Regions from separate parts of the Mus musculus genome. Here all the other regions are linked to region 1. The links are chromatin contacts, called in public HiChIP or PLAC-seq maps. All regions are on one chromosome and are shown on one strand. The core of a region is the stretch at or near the end of the contact, and the rest is flanking DNA. Distances in the headings are between cores, read along the strand shown.

Region 1 (4,924 bases), core at 1,149-3,648:
GGACTCGCAACTTCAGGGAGATGACCTCCTTTCGTTTATTCACCTCAGTTTATTCACCTGAAGAATGGGGTCAGTAGCACTGCCTACACTTCCGATGTTCCTCATGTACTTATGAAGATAATGTGGAGGCAGGCCTTTTACACACTTCTCATCACATTAATACCATTTATTTTATTATCAGTTTTATTATTGTTACTTTTGCCCCCCCCCTCCCTCAGCAGGGGCAAACTTTGCTCTTTGGACTAAGAACAAAACCCCCTGCAATTCTAGAGTGCCTTACATCTGTGGCAATTGTCCTAGGAACTGGAGCCATCTCTTGCTTTTTTTTAGTTCAACCTCGGAGGCCACAGGAGGCCTCTTCTGAGAGATGCCAAAAGGAGAAAAATGGAGATGCCAGCTTCCACAAACGTTATCCCTGTCCCTGCAGAACCATGACGTCTCTGATCTCTCCAGTGTTGACTGCAGGATATTTATTATTCAGCGATAATAATAAATCGCTGCTTATAAAATCCAGGGAATCGAGTGTCGCGGAGGGGAGGAAGGGGAGAGCTGCGAGAGCCAGAGGTCCAGCCAGGCCCAGGCTATTAATCATCGCCCTCCATTATTTCTCGAAGATTCATTCATTGTTCCATAGGTACCTAGAGGGTCAATTAGAGACCACAGACAGGCTTTTTCAAAGACACAGGAGGGTCAATTAGGCCCTCCTTATAATTTTATGCTTTACCAGCAAATGCCAGCGTATTGCACATCAGACTCGGGGAGGTTGGAGATAAACATGGTATTTTTTCCCCTCCTCCTTTGGAGAGAAAGAGGATCCCAACAAGGAGAAATGGAGATGGGTAGTAACCGGTCGGTCACACACGGCTCACAGGCAGTAAGTCTATGTATGGGTCAGTGGAAGGCAACAGGATTTGGTGACCAACCCTGACTTGTGAAGAGCAAAGTTCTCGTGGGGTCAGAGCCTCCGGAATGGTCAGGGACCTTCCGTGATGGAAGGCTCTCGTCCCTTATTAGAGGTGGTTCATTTATCTTAGGTGCCATCTTAACCGTGCAGGCAGGAGAGTATAATTGTAAGCTATAACAAAGAGTATAAGTAGTACTGAGCCCATGGTGATTTGAGTCAGGAGAGACTGGCCTGACCCGGGCTTGAGTCTCGGTGCCCACCATAGCCACCGTTCATGTTTCAGAAGAATTGGGCCAGTGTCATACACATATTGTTTTGCACTATCTTACGGTTCAAGGTTGGCAGCACATTTACATGTTGCCACAGATTACAATAAAAATGAAAGAAAGAAATTGTTCCTAGTAAGAAATAGACGAAGGCCGAGGACTATATCTTGGTGGCTAGCATGTGTGAGGTACTGGGTTTGATAGAGGGGAGGACATAGAAGAGAGAATATCCCAAGACCAGCACCCACATCGACTGCTTTTCCAAGTAGAAGATTACACACTGACTCTGCCCATTCCTAAACATTCAGTCTTGTTAACAGGTCTTTGTATGGATTGGTGCATCTCTCTGCCTGGAATGTTCTATCCAAAGCTAGCTGCAGGTCTTTCTTCTTCTTCCTCCTCTTCTTCCTCCTCTTCCTCTTCTCCTCTTCCTCCTCCTCTTCCTTTTCCTCTTCTTCCTCCCCTTCCGCCTCTTCCTCCTCTTCCTTCTCCTCCTCTTCCTCCTCTTCCTCCTCCTCCTTTTCCTCCTCTTCCTCCTCCAGACTGAGTCAGGCAAGTTGGCATCCTCTGTAGTCCCCACAGTACCCTCTCAAGTCATAGGACCATGTGATATCTGTTTACTAGCCTGCTGGGCATCATACACTGCCACCCTGAGCATGTGTGTGCCAAGAGATACAGTTGAGTCTGGCAGGAGCCCAGCATGGGAGAAGGAAAGTGGTAGAGGAGGAGCCAGGAGATAGAGCAAAAGTCTCCTGACGGCTCCCAAGACCCAGCCTACTGTAGATCCTCCCGTCATGGGAAAGATCATCACCAGGAATGTTTAGGAATAGTGCGACTGTCAGCAGAATGGTGGGGTGGGTGTCAAGAGCAGTGTCGTCAGCTGTGGAAGACATTCTCCAGACAATGAATGAGTGGAAATGACTTCACCCACTTCCCCTTCCTCACCAGGACCCTTGCATCACCTTGGATCTAGCATCACTTGTCACATATGTCAGGAATCAAGGACTCTGGGAGCAGTGTGGTCAGCAAAAGGCACAATTAGTCATGTGTGAGCGTTTTGTGTATTCCACGTAGCTTTCCCTTTTTTTTTTCTTTCTTGAACTGCTCCCCTCGAGGGAAACCCACTTCCGGCATGAGTTTCTTGATGGGGTGTTCTAACTAAGGGCTTTAGTCATGTGAACATAAACAGGAAGGTCCTCACCCCACCCATCTCACAGACCCGGAGCAAACAGACATAGACCACAAGTCTCACCCAACCTTCTCTGTTTCCTCAGTGTATGCCCTGGCTTACAGTCTAATGCAGGAGGGCCAGTTCCCAGCTTCCTCCCAAAGCTACATTTTTCTGTTTGTCTGAAATAACTCAGATCTCAGGAGTTTGCTGTTACATTGCTTCACAGAAATGAGTGAGTGGTGCTCTCTCTCTCTCTCTCCCTCTCCCTCTCCCTCTCTCTCTCTCTCTCTCTCTCTCTCTCTCTCTCTCTCTCTCTGGTATACTTTGGGTATAAGAAGGAACTTACAAATCCACTCCTTTTTCCCTTCTCTCTGTAGTTTGACAGATTATAGGAGGTGGGATGATATTTTTACGTACAAATATCCATTGCAGAGATCCTTTGGACATAGTAACATAGAAGAAAGCATATTCTTTTTGTAGCCTAAATCCTCAATACTGTTGGTATATGAGGATGTTGATTTCTGATTTTATCTAACACTTGGCATGGGAAAGGAATTTCACTAGCTACTACTAGCCTGAACTCACGCCTGCCTAGCATATCACCACTGTCAAGGAAAATAACAGTGATAAGTATTGTTTTGGAACCAACCTTTTCTAACTAAAAAAAACCAGAGCTGTGGCGATTAGGGTTTTATGCTCTATAGGAACAGTGATTGTGAAAGCTAATAAAAATATTTAAAAAAAAAAAAGGCAGAAGAGAAGTTCTACTTAGGGTTCTTTAAGCTGGAGTTCTTGCTTTCTGCTCTGTTTGTGTGTGCGCCATCCCTGTGTAACAAATCAGCATACACTTGGCAACTCTAGCCCATATCAATGGCTGCAGTTCTATAGGTCGAAAGTAAGGGCCCATTATAGCTGTGTTATCATCTCTGAACCTCAGGAAGACCGTGGGGCATCAGCTGGAGCTGCACTCCTGTCTGCGGACACTGGAGGGAAATCCACTGCCACGTTCGTTCAAGGTGTTGGCAGAATTTAGTCCCTTAAAGCTACAAGACTGAGGCTTGAGGTTCCTCTTCAGTCATAGCAGGTGGCTGCCGTCTGCTACCGGAGGCCACCCACCCGTGTCCCTTGACACCCCAGGAGAAGCAGCAGCGACCCACAGATGAAGTCCCTTTGAGGTTTGAATCTCCCTCACTTTCTCGACGCTGCTGTCTGAACACAAATAGAGGGACTTACGTGACTTGGGCACCGAGTTTGGAGCTTTCGATAGCATATGTAAAATCTGTTTAGAATAAATGCACTGACAGATCAATGCCTGGGAGAAGCCCATGTGTACACGGTGGGTCTCTTCAATGGCTGAATTCAACACGCTGTCTTCTCTGTGCCACAGAGTTCCCCACTTGGAATCATGACATGGAGGATTGCCGGGACCATCGAGTGAGTGGTTGTCACTTGTTAGCCCTGTGGTAGCAGACAGGCTTTCCACAGATACCCTCCCAGTTTCCCTTTCAGCTGTGCTGGTTAGGCACAGAACAATGTGAGGCAGGAGAAAAAAAATAAGCCTGGAGAGGTCTGGCATGTGACCTCTACCATGTCAGCCTTGCACAGTGCTCTGCTGAGATACGGTTTCATCTTAGAACACCCCTTCCCCCACAATTATGCTTGAACCCCCAGTGCAGCCAGGTGACATCAGTATGAAAACTGATACACCCATCCCACACCCCTTTACTCACACCCAGGAGGGGAGGTGCCTCTCCTTTGTTCTATTCCAATACAGGAGCAGCCGGGCCTGGAGGGAATGCTCGAGGCATCCAAAGAGTGAGTCTGAGCTTGGAAGTTCCTCACGCTAGGTGTGCCCCCCCCCCATGGGACCCAGAGGAGCCTGTGACCAAGGAGAGCCATGAACACAGTGCCCCCCAACACACACACACACACACACACACACACACAAAGTCTAAGCTTACTTAAAACATGTGACAGTTTTGCAGTTTGCTTTGCAAATTGATGGCACATCTCTGGACTGAGTTCACAGACAAAGCCTTTTTGCAACACCAAAATGTCTGCTCAGGCATTCCACTTGCCCCGCCCCAGCAGGTGGCCCGTGGAAGATGTATCATGGCCTCCCATCATAAAGATCTGGCACCATGCATAGCTTTTTAACAGATGCCTGGACCCGGTGAGTCCCCACATGCCTTTTTAGTTCATCTAAGTGCACAGATCTTCAGCCGACTCACCTTAAGTGGATGAGCTTGGCATCGTGACCACTGGCGCAGGGAAGACCGTGTGGGTGGAAGCTGAATCTTCAGCATCCTAACACAAGAGCAGGGCTCAAAGTCCTCCCATGTAAAACCTCACAGCATGTGAGTCCCTGACAAGGAGCCACAATTGGTTAATTACAGGAAGACAACCCCATACACTCAACAGCTCCTCTTGCTTCTCACCCTACTGCGTGCCTCCAGATCCTTCAGAGAAGGATTACAGATGTTTTCTCCACCACCCCCACCACCCCCATTTCTCCTTCTATCTTTCTTTCTTTGAGCTCTCTGCACTCCACACTTCAAGCTAAATATAATGTATCTGATTTCC
Region 2 (4,924 bases), core at 1,487-3,986, 2.2 Mb after region 1:
TTAATCCCAGCACTTGGGAGGCAGAGGCAGGTGGATTTCTGAGTTCAAGGCCAGCCTGGTCTACAGAGTAAGTTCCAGGACAGCCAGGGCTGCAGAGAAACCCTGTCTCAAGAAACAAAACAACAACAACAAAGATATGAAAACCAAAAGATTTAACCTAAAAAAGGGTAATGTGAGTCTTTAGGTAGAGTTCTCTAAGGTAACTGCAACTTAGTTCTATGGACTGAAACAGGCTTCCTATAAACAATTATAACTTGGCCAAGTTCTTAAAATTCTGCAATTCTTTAAGCCTGTCCTTGAAGAAAGGGCCAAAGCCTTGGCTTCAATTCCCAACCCTGCTAAAAAAAATAAAGGAAAAGGGATTTGGGTCAAAGATGATGCACAGCTATGTGGCTGTGGCTCTCAACTGCCATTCTCTTACAAGTCTAGAACCCCCTGATTACCTTATGACCAACAATCATCACCTCAACACAGCATCTGACCAGGGGCGGACAGTCACAGATCTCTGACCCTTTGCGCTATCCTCGGCCACACCGCTGACAGTGTCGCTGCTCTGCCTCAACTTTGCAGCTTCAGTTTGAGCCAGCAGCATTCTGAGCTCAGCACACCCAGGTCCACTTGCCCTTAAAGTCCATATTGTCCTTTTAGCCCAGGAATGCTACCTAGGCTTAGGCACAGATTACAATTCTCCGTTAACCCTTGACCTCACTGAAGAAAGCAGATTAGGTAAATAATTACTTTCTTCCTAATCCTCGAAAAACACAGTTTGAGACCTGGGGATGTGGCTTTGGGGGATGGGTGCTTGCCTATCACTGTGGTAGCTCTGAGTTCAGTCTCTACCATTGCACAGCTGGGTTTGGTGGTGCTCGGCAGTCCAGTCGCAGCACTGTGGAAGGATCTGAAGTTGTCATCCTCAGCTACACAGGGGTCTCTCCAGCTTCGCAGTGAGAGCAGACCTCAGAGCAGAAACAGACTGGGGGGGGGGGGGGGGGCGGCACACCTAAATCCCAGCACTCAGAGAGGAAGAGGCAGGTAGACTTCTGTGAGTTCTAGGCCAGCCTGATCTACAGAGAGAGAGAGTTCTAGAATAGGGAAGATTACACAGAGAAACCCAGCCTTGAGAAAACAGAAACAAAACCCCACCATGGTTTGGGGCCTCAGAAAATCTGAGCTGAAACTGAAGATACTGCATTCTCAAACACAATAGCTTGCTTAATATGGGTCAGTGGTGCTATCTGGCACTACACACTAATAGTTAATAAAACTATTCACTGCTAATATGTCAAGCTGCAGGTGACAGGACGACTTCCCAGTAACTCTGAGGTAGCTATTGCCTCGCCTCCACTGTTCTAATGCAGGGCACTGGGGTTCTGAGAAGTTGAGAGACTGTGCCCGAGACCACACAGCTCTAAGAGGAAAAACCAGAATTGAATAATGTCTGTGTTTCAACAAGCACAAGGCTCTGCACCCTGCATAATAAGTGTGCACAATTCTGCCAGTTCAAAGAGGGTAAAAATGAAAAGAACCTGAGTAGTTAAGCAGACCGTGGGAATTGACACATTAGGCAATATTTAACCAAATACCTGGAACTCAGTATGTAGCTCCAGCTGCCCTCGGCCTCACAGCGATCCTCCACCTCAGCAGTGCTGACACGGTTACCGGTGGAAGCCACCCACCATGCCTGGTTTGAAACGGACTGCTTATTTGAGCATTTCTTTACCCTTGTACTCCAGTCAATAACGGTCTGGTGTGTGAAAAACTGGAGAAATTTTAGCAAGAAAGGAAGAAACGTGGCACTCCACACCGAGGAATAACGTGATCAACATTTTGAGTTCCACAGATTTCTGACCCACGGCACTCGCTGAGAGCAGCCGTTCCGATTTGTGCTGCCTGAGTAAGGTCTCCACTACTTGCACATAAAACTGTTTCCCAGCTAACTGTGCAAACGCGTACAATGGGCAGGTCTCCCAGCTATTTCCAGTCCGTCAAACCAGGCTCGTTTGAACCCCAGTACACATCAATGACTCAGACGTTAGAACTTTTCCTGCTGTCTGTAGTTCACAGCTAAAGCTTCCTCACTACGCTTGATTTTGCGGGGGGCGGGGGAGAGAGTAAAAAGCTTATTTCTGTTACTCTGACTTTTCATTCATCTGTATATGCATTCTGCTAAATTTTAGTATGTGTTTCTGCTTAACTTCACTTCGCAGTTCCTCGTAAACAAACTGCTGTTAGGTTCCACAGCAAACCTAAGTGCTCCCCACATTTAGGATCTCGGTGCACCTAAAAGCAAGCTCAGCCCGGCACGAGTGGCCGGTTTACCTGCGGGTCCAGCCGTCCTTCCCTCCCAGCTCCACCTTTCTACCCCGGGTTCAAAGTTTGCTCCTGTACTCTCCCGCCTACTTAGGGAGAAAGGCCGCAGAACCAGGATCCCAAGAGCGAGAAGCGTGGGTAGGGCTATAGGTCGGTCCGGCCAGGAGGCTTGGGAGTAGGGCGGGCAGGAGCGGTGACCACGTGCCCTGCACTTACCCGACAGCAAAGCAGATCCGGTGCGCAGTGAGCGGACGGCGGCGGCGCTCGGTACACAGGGCCGCGGCGAGCAGAAGGTCAGGGCGGTGCGCAGGCTGTAGGCCACAACCCGCAAGCTCCTCGACACTTGCAGCGACATGGTCAGAGGTCCGGAGGGTAACTGCGCTTCGCCTCCGCCACCGGGCCGGTGGGGACGGGGTGGGTCCAGAGTAAGCGGAGCACCCAGGCCCGGGGGCGGAGCCCGGGAGAGGCGCGCTCTGATTGGACATCTTGAAGGTTCCACTTCGGATAGGACAACCCGCGCGAGGGGCGTGTGCATGTGGAGGCGCTGAGGCCCGGATGGGGCTGTGTGAGAGGCGCAGATTGGCTGGGCAGGGAGGAGGCGGGGCCTCACTGGAGGGCGGAGAGTAGAATCTTGCGAATAGAAGCTCCAAGTCCGCAATCTAGGAGTTGCCCTGAACTGCATCGCTGCAGGGGCCAGAGAAAGATTCCAGCAAGGATGGTTTTGCTGGGCTAACGCAGTCTCATGCCACTAAGCCAAAAAGTCCTACGGAAGATGAGGTGCCGCCAGGCCCTTAAAGCACACAGTTACGCCTAACTGCACAAGGTCACCCCCATGGGATTCATTTAAGACCGTTCTAGGCATCAAACCCTGTTTCAAAGAAAGAAAGAGGGAGGGAGGGAGGAAAGAAAAAGGACAGAAAGAGAAAAGGGAGCCGGGCGTGGTGGCGCACGCCTTTAATCCCAGCACTCGGGAGGCAGAGGCAGGCGGATTTCCGAGTAAGGAGTTGTCCATCCTCGGAGTTATCAAGTCAGGGACCTCCATTCCTTATGTTCACTGTCAAGGGAAATGGGTTGGCACCACCAAGACAAAACAGGATTTACCCTGAGGTGGCTGCAGATGTCCTTGGAGAGGGAGAGAAGGCTCCCTGAAAAGGCTCAGTGTCCCTTAGCCAAGAGAAAAGCGTAGGATGTACTGGGGGCAGGGAACCCAGAGTCTGTACAGTGGATGAGGGGAAGGGCGGAACAATATATACTAGAAGCTGTACCAGACATTCAAGCCAAACTAGGGCTGCTGGTGGCAAGGAAGTAGCAGTTAGATAAAAACTCTGGTAGATGACAAAGGTGGTGAGCTTCCATGATGGCCAGCTTCATCTACACCCCCCTGAGCTGAGACAAAAGCCCGGTACCTTAAAAACGGGTGGTACCTTTTAAAATGGGCTGTTTCTTCTCCTGCCAGCCCAGCCAGCCTCCTGCTCAGGGACTGGCTCAAGTAGTTCAAGGCCACATCAGGACCGGCTTACACTTGTAGGCCAGCCAGTGATCCTGTCTTTTCTTTAAACTGACCAGCCCTATAGGGAAGACTCTACAGAGCCAGCAAACAAACAAAGCAACCCAACCCTCAAGAAGAGATTCCAGCCTGGTAGCTGCATGCAGCTTTAATCCTAGCACTCAGGGACAGATCTCTGAATTCAATGTCAGCCTGGTCTATAGTGAGTTCCAGAACAGCCAGGGCTATACCAGACAACCAGAGGAACTCTGTCTCCGAAAACCAAAGATAGATAGATAGATAGATAGATAGATAGATAGATAGATAGATGATGGATGGATGGATAGATAGATAGATTAAACATTTATATATATTAAAAAAAGAGAGACAGAGAGACAGCCGGGGCGTGGTGGCGCACACCTTTAATCCCAGCACTTGGGAGGCAGAGGCAGGTGAATTTCTGAGTTCAAGGCCAGCCTGGTCTACAAAGTGAGTTCCAGGACAGCCAGGACTATACAGAGAAACCCTGTCTCGAAAAACCAAAAACCAAAAACAAACAAACAAAAAAAAAACATAGAGGGTTGATATCTGCCCAGTTCTAGTGCTTTAAGGCTTATTATAAATATAAAGGTTTTATGTCTTTTATTTGGGAACTAGCGGATCTATGGTGGGGTAGAAACCCCCAATTAATATTTACCGAAACAATCCGATGCCTCTGCCTCCTGAGTGCTGGGATTAAAGGTGTGTGCCACCAACCACTAATGCTCTTCTGTTCTTTAAACCTATCAGTTTGTCATTCTTGGTCCCAGCAAGTTAGCAGGATACCTATTAGCATTTAGAAGTCTTGAGAACCACTCAAAGACAACCGCCAATAACCAAAGCAATGAATTAATTGTTCCGTAGAGAATGTTCTTTTCCATTTTATTTCAAGGAGAAAATACATCAGAACCAACAAGCTTGTACACTATTAGATATGTATCTATTGTGACTATTTTACCAGTTGGGTTGCAGAATTCCTCTATAGACAGCAAAGCCAGTACTCCAGTGGGACGCCAGAGTGACCAGCAAGTGCGGGGCCAGAAGCTCTGGCCTTCCCCATCCCCCACCTGTGGATAAACAGTTTAAACC
Region 3 (4,924 bases), core at 1,644-4,143, 2.1 Mb after region 1:
GTGCAGGCCAGTGCTTTCTCACGGTGCTGGGTACTGGTGACCACCTGGCTCGTGAGTCCCACAGCGTAGAGAAATGTATGCGCTGCAGCACACTGGATGGCTATTATTCCTTGAAGCACTGTGTTTTCTATTTCCACATTCTTTTCACATCTGGAAAAAAGCATATCTATGTATCATAATATATGCGATATTTTATTTAAAAAGAGGGTTTGTGTTAGAAGATTCTGCTCCACCTTACACATTCTGGGCACGGTGACATAAGCCAGGGAGAGCTATGGTGTTCAGTCCATAAGGTATACCAAATACATTGTTTCTTCAGAGCTGAGGGTCAAACCAGGGCCATGTCTAGTGCTAACCAAGCATCGGCCATTGCAATTTGGCCTTACCGTGCCCTTTAAATGAAGTTTTGAACTTACAGTGCATTTATCTGGACATAATCCTACCACAATTTAATAAGTATCTGTACTTGAGAAAGCATTTGGCCAATAATCTATATATGTGTATCATAGACAAACAAACACACATAACTACATGTATTTTCTTCCCATCATGACAAAAGTTTTTAAACTTTGTATATTACTACAGTGCTAGCCAGAAAAAAGAAAAAAAGAAAAATTGTTTTCATTTTATTTTTAACTGAGAAACGAAAATGGGCTTTTCTCACTGCTTATCCTGGATGGCTGTTTCAAAGAATAAAATGTTAATTTTGTTTTCTTCCACTCTTGGCAAGAAGAACTCTATTTAACCTAAGTCCTAAACACGCAACCTTATGGAACAAATCCCTTGCTTTAGCGCCAGGAAGCACATTTTTAAATAGAGTGACTCTAGTATGAGGAAATGCGTGCTGATAAGAGAAGGTATTATAAGAGGTGACATCCCTATATTTTAACGCCATCTGTATTTCTTTTAGAGAGATTTTGCTATTCTGGCTGCCCAAGAAAGAAACTTACACTACAGTTGCCATTCCTAATAGTTTAAAATAAGCAAGGAGCTGGAGAGATGTTTGGTGGGTAAAGCTCTTGCTGTGCCTTAGGTGTCTGCACCCCTTATTGCGGAGATCGGGTCAGGCAGACCCCAAGAAGGTTCTCATGGCTAGCCAACCTAGCCAAAACAGCAAGCTAACACAGTTAAGGAGAAAGCAGGTCTCAAATCCGTAAGGCAGATATAGACATAGAGCATGAGGGTTGGCTGGACTGAGGTCAGGCCCAATCCCAAAACAGACACATACAAAAATACACACTAATTAAGGCCAGCAAGTGCATGAGGACTTGAATTCAATCTTCAAAACACACATGGTGGAAGGAGAAAACTAACTCCAGTGAGCATCTTCTGACAGGCAGGCGTGCACGCACACACACGCACACACACACACACACACACACACACACATGATCATTTCTCAACTATCACCTTAAAACTGCTTCTCAAAAGAATAGGCCTCTGCCGGGCGTGGTGGCGCACGCCTTTGATCCCAGCACTTGGGAGGCAGAGGCAGGCGGATTTCTGAGTTCAAGGCCAGCCTGGTCTACAAAGCGAGTTCCAGGACAGCCAGGGCTACACAGAAAAACCCTGTCTCGAAAAACCAAAAAAAAAAAAAAAAAAAAAAAGAATAGGCCTCCTCTGCATCATTCTGGAACAATCTCCTACTAGTGCCAGGTAGGCAGGTAAGTAGTCTGCTAAGACCAGGGAAATTTTAGAGGAAAAAAGAAATAAATGTCTGCTGAATGTTGACATTTAACACTGAAAATGGAGAGGCGTATTTTCACTTCGATCAACCAAATACCAAGGCCTGGATGTACAAGACAGAAAAGATGTCAAGAGAATCCCTTTGCCAAGGCAAAGTTGCATACATTTAAAGTGGGTTTTGTTACTAACACAGGGTCTAGTGTAGCCTCAAATTCCTTATGTTGCTGAGGGTGACCTTGAATTCCTGATTCTTGCCTCCACCACCTCCCCAGAGCTGAGATTGAAGCAAACCATCCTACCCTCCTTGCCTGGGGTTTTGTTTGATTTCGAGAAGTTTTAACAGAGGCTTCTAATACATCTATTGTGAAAACACTCACAGTCGTCCTCGAAGCCTATCTAACGGACCCTAAACATTACTTTCCTTGTCAAGTGTACCGTGGGGGATCTTTACAGATACCCACATCACCAGCCAGTCCAGTGACTTTTCAGTAAAGAAACTTTTGACGGCAGCTCCCTAGATTAGTTATCAGCCAGAACAGTTAGCTCAATGCGCCCTCAGTGTCACGCATCTCCAAAGTTTTGCAGCAGGGTACGCGCACTCGACCAGGCGCGCGCCCAAGGTCGCAATGCCAGCGAGCGGCGGGCAGATCTCAGCAGTGTGACAGCTCATGCCCGCGGCTCACCAAGAAGAGTGTTCCTAGTAAAGGTCCAAGGGCAGGGACATGGGTGAACCTAGCGCGGCGTGGGAAGCTAAAGAGCCGCGTCCTTCCGCCACAGGCAGCCAGATGCCCGGAGGCTGAAGGACACCCGACACTCACCGTCACTCAGCCCCTACAAGAAGCACAGAAAGAGAAGTCACCGACACGGAGCCCGCAGCTCCCTTAGGACTTGCAAGCACCGACGCTCCGCGCATGCGTCATCCTGCATGCATCGCTCCGCCTGGACCGGTCCACTGTCCCATGCTGAGGGGGATCTAGGGCCATCCCACCGGGGCTCGGCGGGGACAGCACACAGAGATGACTGCCAGGTGGAATTCGAGACGGAGAACAATTATATTTACATGATCCTGTCTCTGAGTACAGCGACTCTGGGGATCTAAAGCGTTTTCCATCAGGCGCCCACAGCCGCGTCCCCCCGTGCAGCCGAAGCAGTGCGGAGGGCTTGCCAGGTGGGCGGGGCCCGAGCGGCCATTGGCGGCTTCAAAAGCACCTCGGCGGGAACCGCTGCAGAGACGGCGGGCGATGTGGACTGGTAAGGCAGCCTCAGCGACACCGAATTGGACTCGGAGGCGGCGGGAGGACTACAGGAGCCAGGCCTCAGACATCTACGGGGGCCTTGCCACGGCGCAGTTCCGCCACGGGATCTTAGCCTAGGAGTGACACTAGTGGAGGCCGGGTCCGGGCCAAGAGGGCCGGGATGAGCGTCCATGGCGTCATATCCGCCCGGAGTGGGGCGGGGTTTTATGTCCCTTGGCGTTTATGCCATGGAGGCTCCGGGCTGCCCGCTCAAGAGCTGCTTTACTTTGATCCTTAGGTTCCGTCGAGCCTAGGTGTCAGCTCTCTAATTCCTAGCCTCGCCTCAGTTTTTGTCCATGCCTCCTGTTGCTATACTCCTTGTGCTCCATGCGGGTCTACCGGATCGTTATTGTCACGTGTACATTCAACAGCCTTGTCTTAGCTGCTACCATGAATAAAGCGCTAGAAAATAGAAATTGAAATAGTAACAGGGCAGAAAGTTCACTCAAAGACTTGCTAACTTTGTTGATGTGTTACGCCCTTTCTGTCATTTCTTTTAGGAAGGGCATGGTGCAGATAGATCACTCAGAATTAAGAATCTTCGGAAGTGCTAAGGATTGGGCACCCCACCCCGAAGGCCCTGATCTCCGAAGTTTATAGCCGCATCTGGCCTGGTCAGTACTGGGATAGGAGAAATGCCTGCTTTGCATACACTCTCCTCTAATTTACCTCACTGAGGATCAGGAAAACGCTCTCAGATGTTGTCACGAACAAGGTGTTGGTTTAATAGTTGACAGACAGTGGAACTATATCCTTCCCTTGTGCATACCGCTTAGGGTGGGTATCCAGTCACTCTTCCATCAGTCATTAGTCAAGTGCATATGAGATTGTTCTTGGGTGACCAGACTCGCTGTGTGATTTGGCTCATGGTGACTGAAATTGCTAGGATCAGAACCCCCCAGCCCTGGCAGCCCTAACAAGCTAGGCTCCATAGGCCACTTAAAAGGACAAGTCTTTTGTTTGTTTGTTTGTTTGTTTGTTTTGTTTTTTCGAGACAGGGTTTCTCTTTATAGCCCTGTCTGTCCTGGTACTCACTTTGTAGACCAGGCTGGCCTTGAACTCAGAAATCCGCCTGCTTCTGCCTCCCAAGTACTGGGATTAGAGATGTGCGCCACCACCGCCTGGCTAAAAAAGACAAGTCTTAAATGAGAGGCAGAAAAGAGACATGTATTCAGTGTGGCCACACTGGGAAGAGCAAAGAGGTCTAGTGACCCACACACCAAGTGTTGAGTCCTGAAACAGAAGATTCAACAGAAAGCAGAGGGTATACACAACTAAGCAGCCCTAGTCACGGTGTGGTCCTCCCATCTCTGAGACATCGTTGCCCTGGTGTTGCAGTCCCTTCTGCAAGAGGGTCTGACAAGGAGACAGAAAAGCTCCCTCTGACTGGCACCAGGTGTCAGCCTTTCCTTCCCCATCAGATCCCTGGGTTGAACTCCATGTCTCTGTGGGGACACTCACAAGTGCCTCTTTTTAGAATGACTTTGCTCCTGCCAGAACAGTTATAAAACGGCTATAGAGTTTAAAAACATAGTTGTGAATAAGATCAACATAGTCCCTGTCTTGAGCAGAAAAAAAAATTAACGTAGCTATGATAAAATTATAAAGCCAATTGCAGGTGGTTCTGTAAAAATAATAAACGATGGAAGATTGGAAAAAAAAAAAAAACAAACAAACCACTGTTGGATGATTGCAGTAAGTTTCCTGGGGAGCCAGGCAGTGGTGGTGCACACCTTTTTAAATGAACTCAGCTGGGACTAGAGAGGTAGCTCAGTTGGTGGAATGCTTGCCTCCGCATGCAGTAAGCCTTGGGGTCATCTCCCAAACCACATGAAACCGGATGTGGTAGCGCACACGTGTAACAGCAGTGCCTGGGAGATGGGGACAGGAAGATCAGAAGTTCACGCCAGCCTGGGTTGTGTGAGACCCTGTCTCAGGAGATA

Evidence for each region. HiChIP or PLAC-seq counts read pairs in DNA pulled down with a chosen protein or histone mark.
Region 2: a contact with region 1 is called in an H3K4me3 HiChIP or PLAC-seq map of pro-B cells, with 6 times the contacts expected there. The contact joins the promoter of Gcsh here to the enhancer-like site in region 1. A contact is called at or near these places in 5 of 39 promoter capture datasets (the 3T3-L1 cell line, the C10 cell line, hippocampal neurons and 1 more) and 1 of 115 datasets of contacts at active chromatin or transcription factors (pro-B cells).
Region 3: a contact with region 1 is called in an H3K27ac HiChIP or PLAC-seq map of large pre-B cells, with 5 times the contacts expected there. The contact joins the promoter of Cenpn here to the enhancer-like site in region 1. A contact is called at or near these places in 2 of 39 promoter capture datasets (hippocampal neurons and pre-B cells), 2 of 115 datasets of contacts at active chromatin or transcription factors (large pre-B cells and pro-B cells) and 1 of 9 other capture datasets (liver).

The regions. Positions count from the first base shown.
Region 1 is chr8:114,813,158-114,818,081 of GRCm38.p6, forward strand. The region is part of intron 8 of Wwox (WW domain-containing oxidoreductase); the gene reads left to right. Among named protein-coding and RNA genes, the nearest start is that of Gm16118, 110 kb to the left of the region's middle. Within about 2 kb of position 2,399, at least 88 of the 459 cell types and tissues checked have an H3K27ac peak or open chromatin away from gene starts, as enhancers often do. A contact at or near this core is called in pro-B cells, where this site is marked.
Region 2 is chr8:116,990,762-116,995,685 of GRCm38.p6, forward strand. Gcsh (glycine cleavage system protein H (aminomethyl carrier)) reads right to left here and starts at 2,737. Exons shown (of 5, transcript NM_026572.4): 1 at 2,527-2,737. The coding sequence starts at 2,665. It overlaps Pkd1l2 (polycystic kidney disease 1 like 2), which reads right to left. Exons shown (of 43, transcript NM_029686.4): 43 at 4,918-4,924. The coding sequence ends at 4,918.
Region 3 is chr8:116,918,847-116,923,770 of GRCm38.p6, forward strand. Cenpn (centromere protein N) reads left to right here and starts at 2,894. Exons shown (of 12, transcript NM_028131.3): 1 at 2,894-2,937; 2 at 3,482-3,595. It overlaps Cmc2 (COX assembly mitochondrial protein 2), which reads right to left and starts at 2,590. Exons shown (of 4, transcript NM_026844.3): 1 at 2,505-2,590.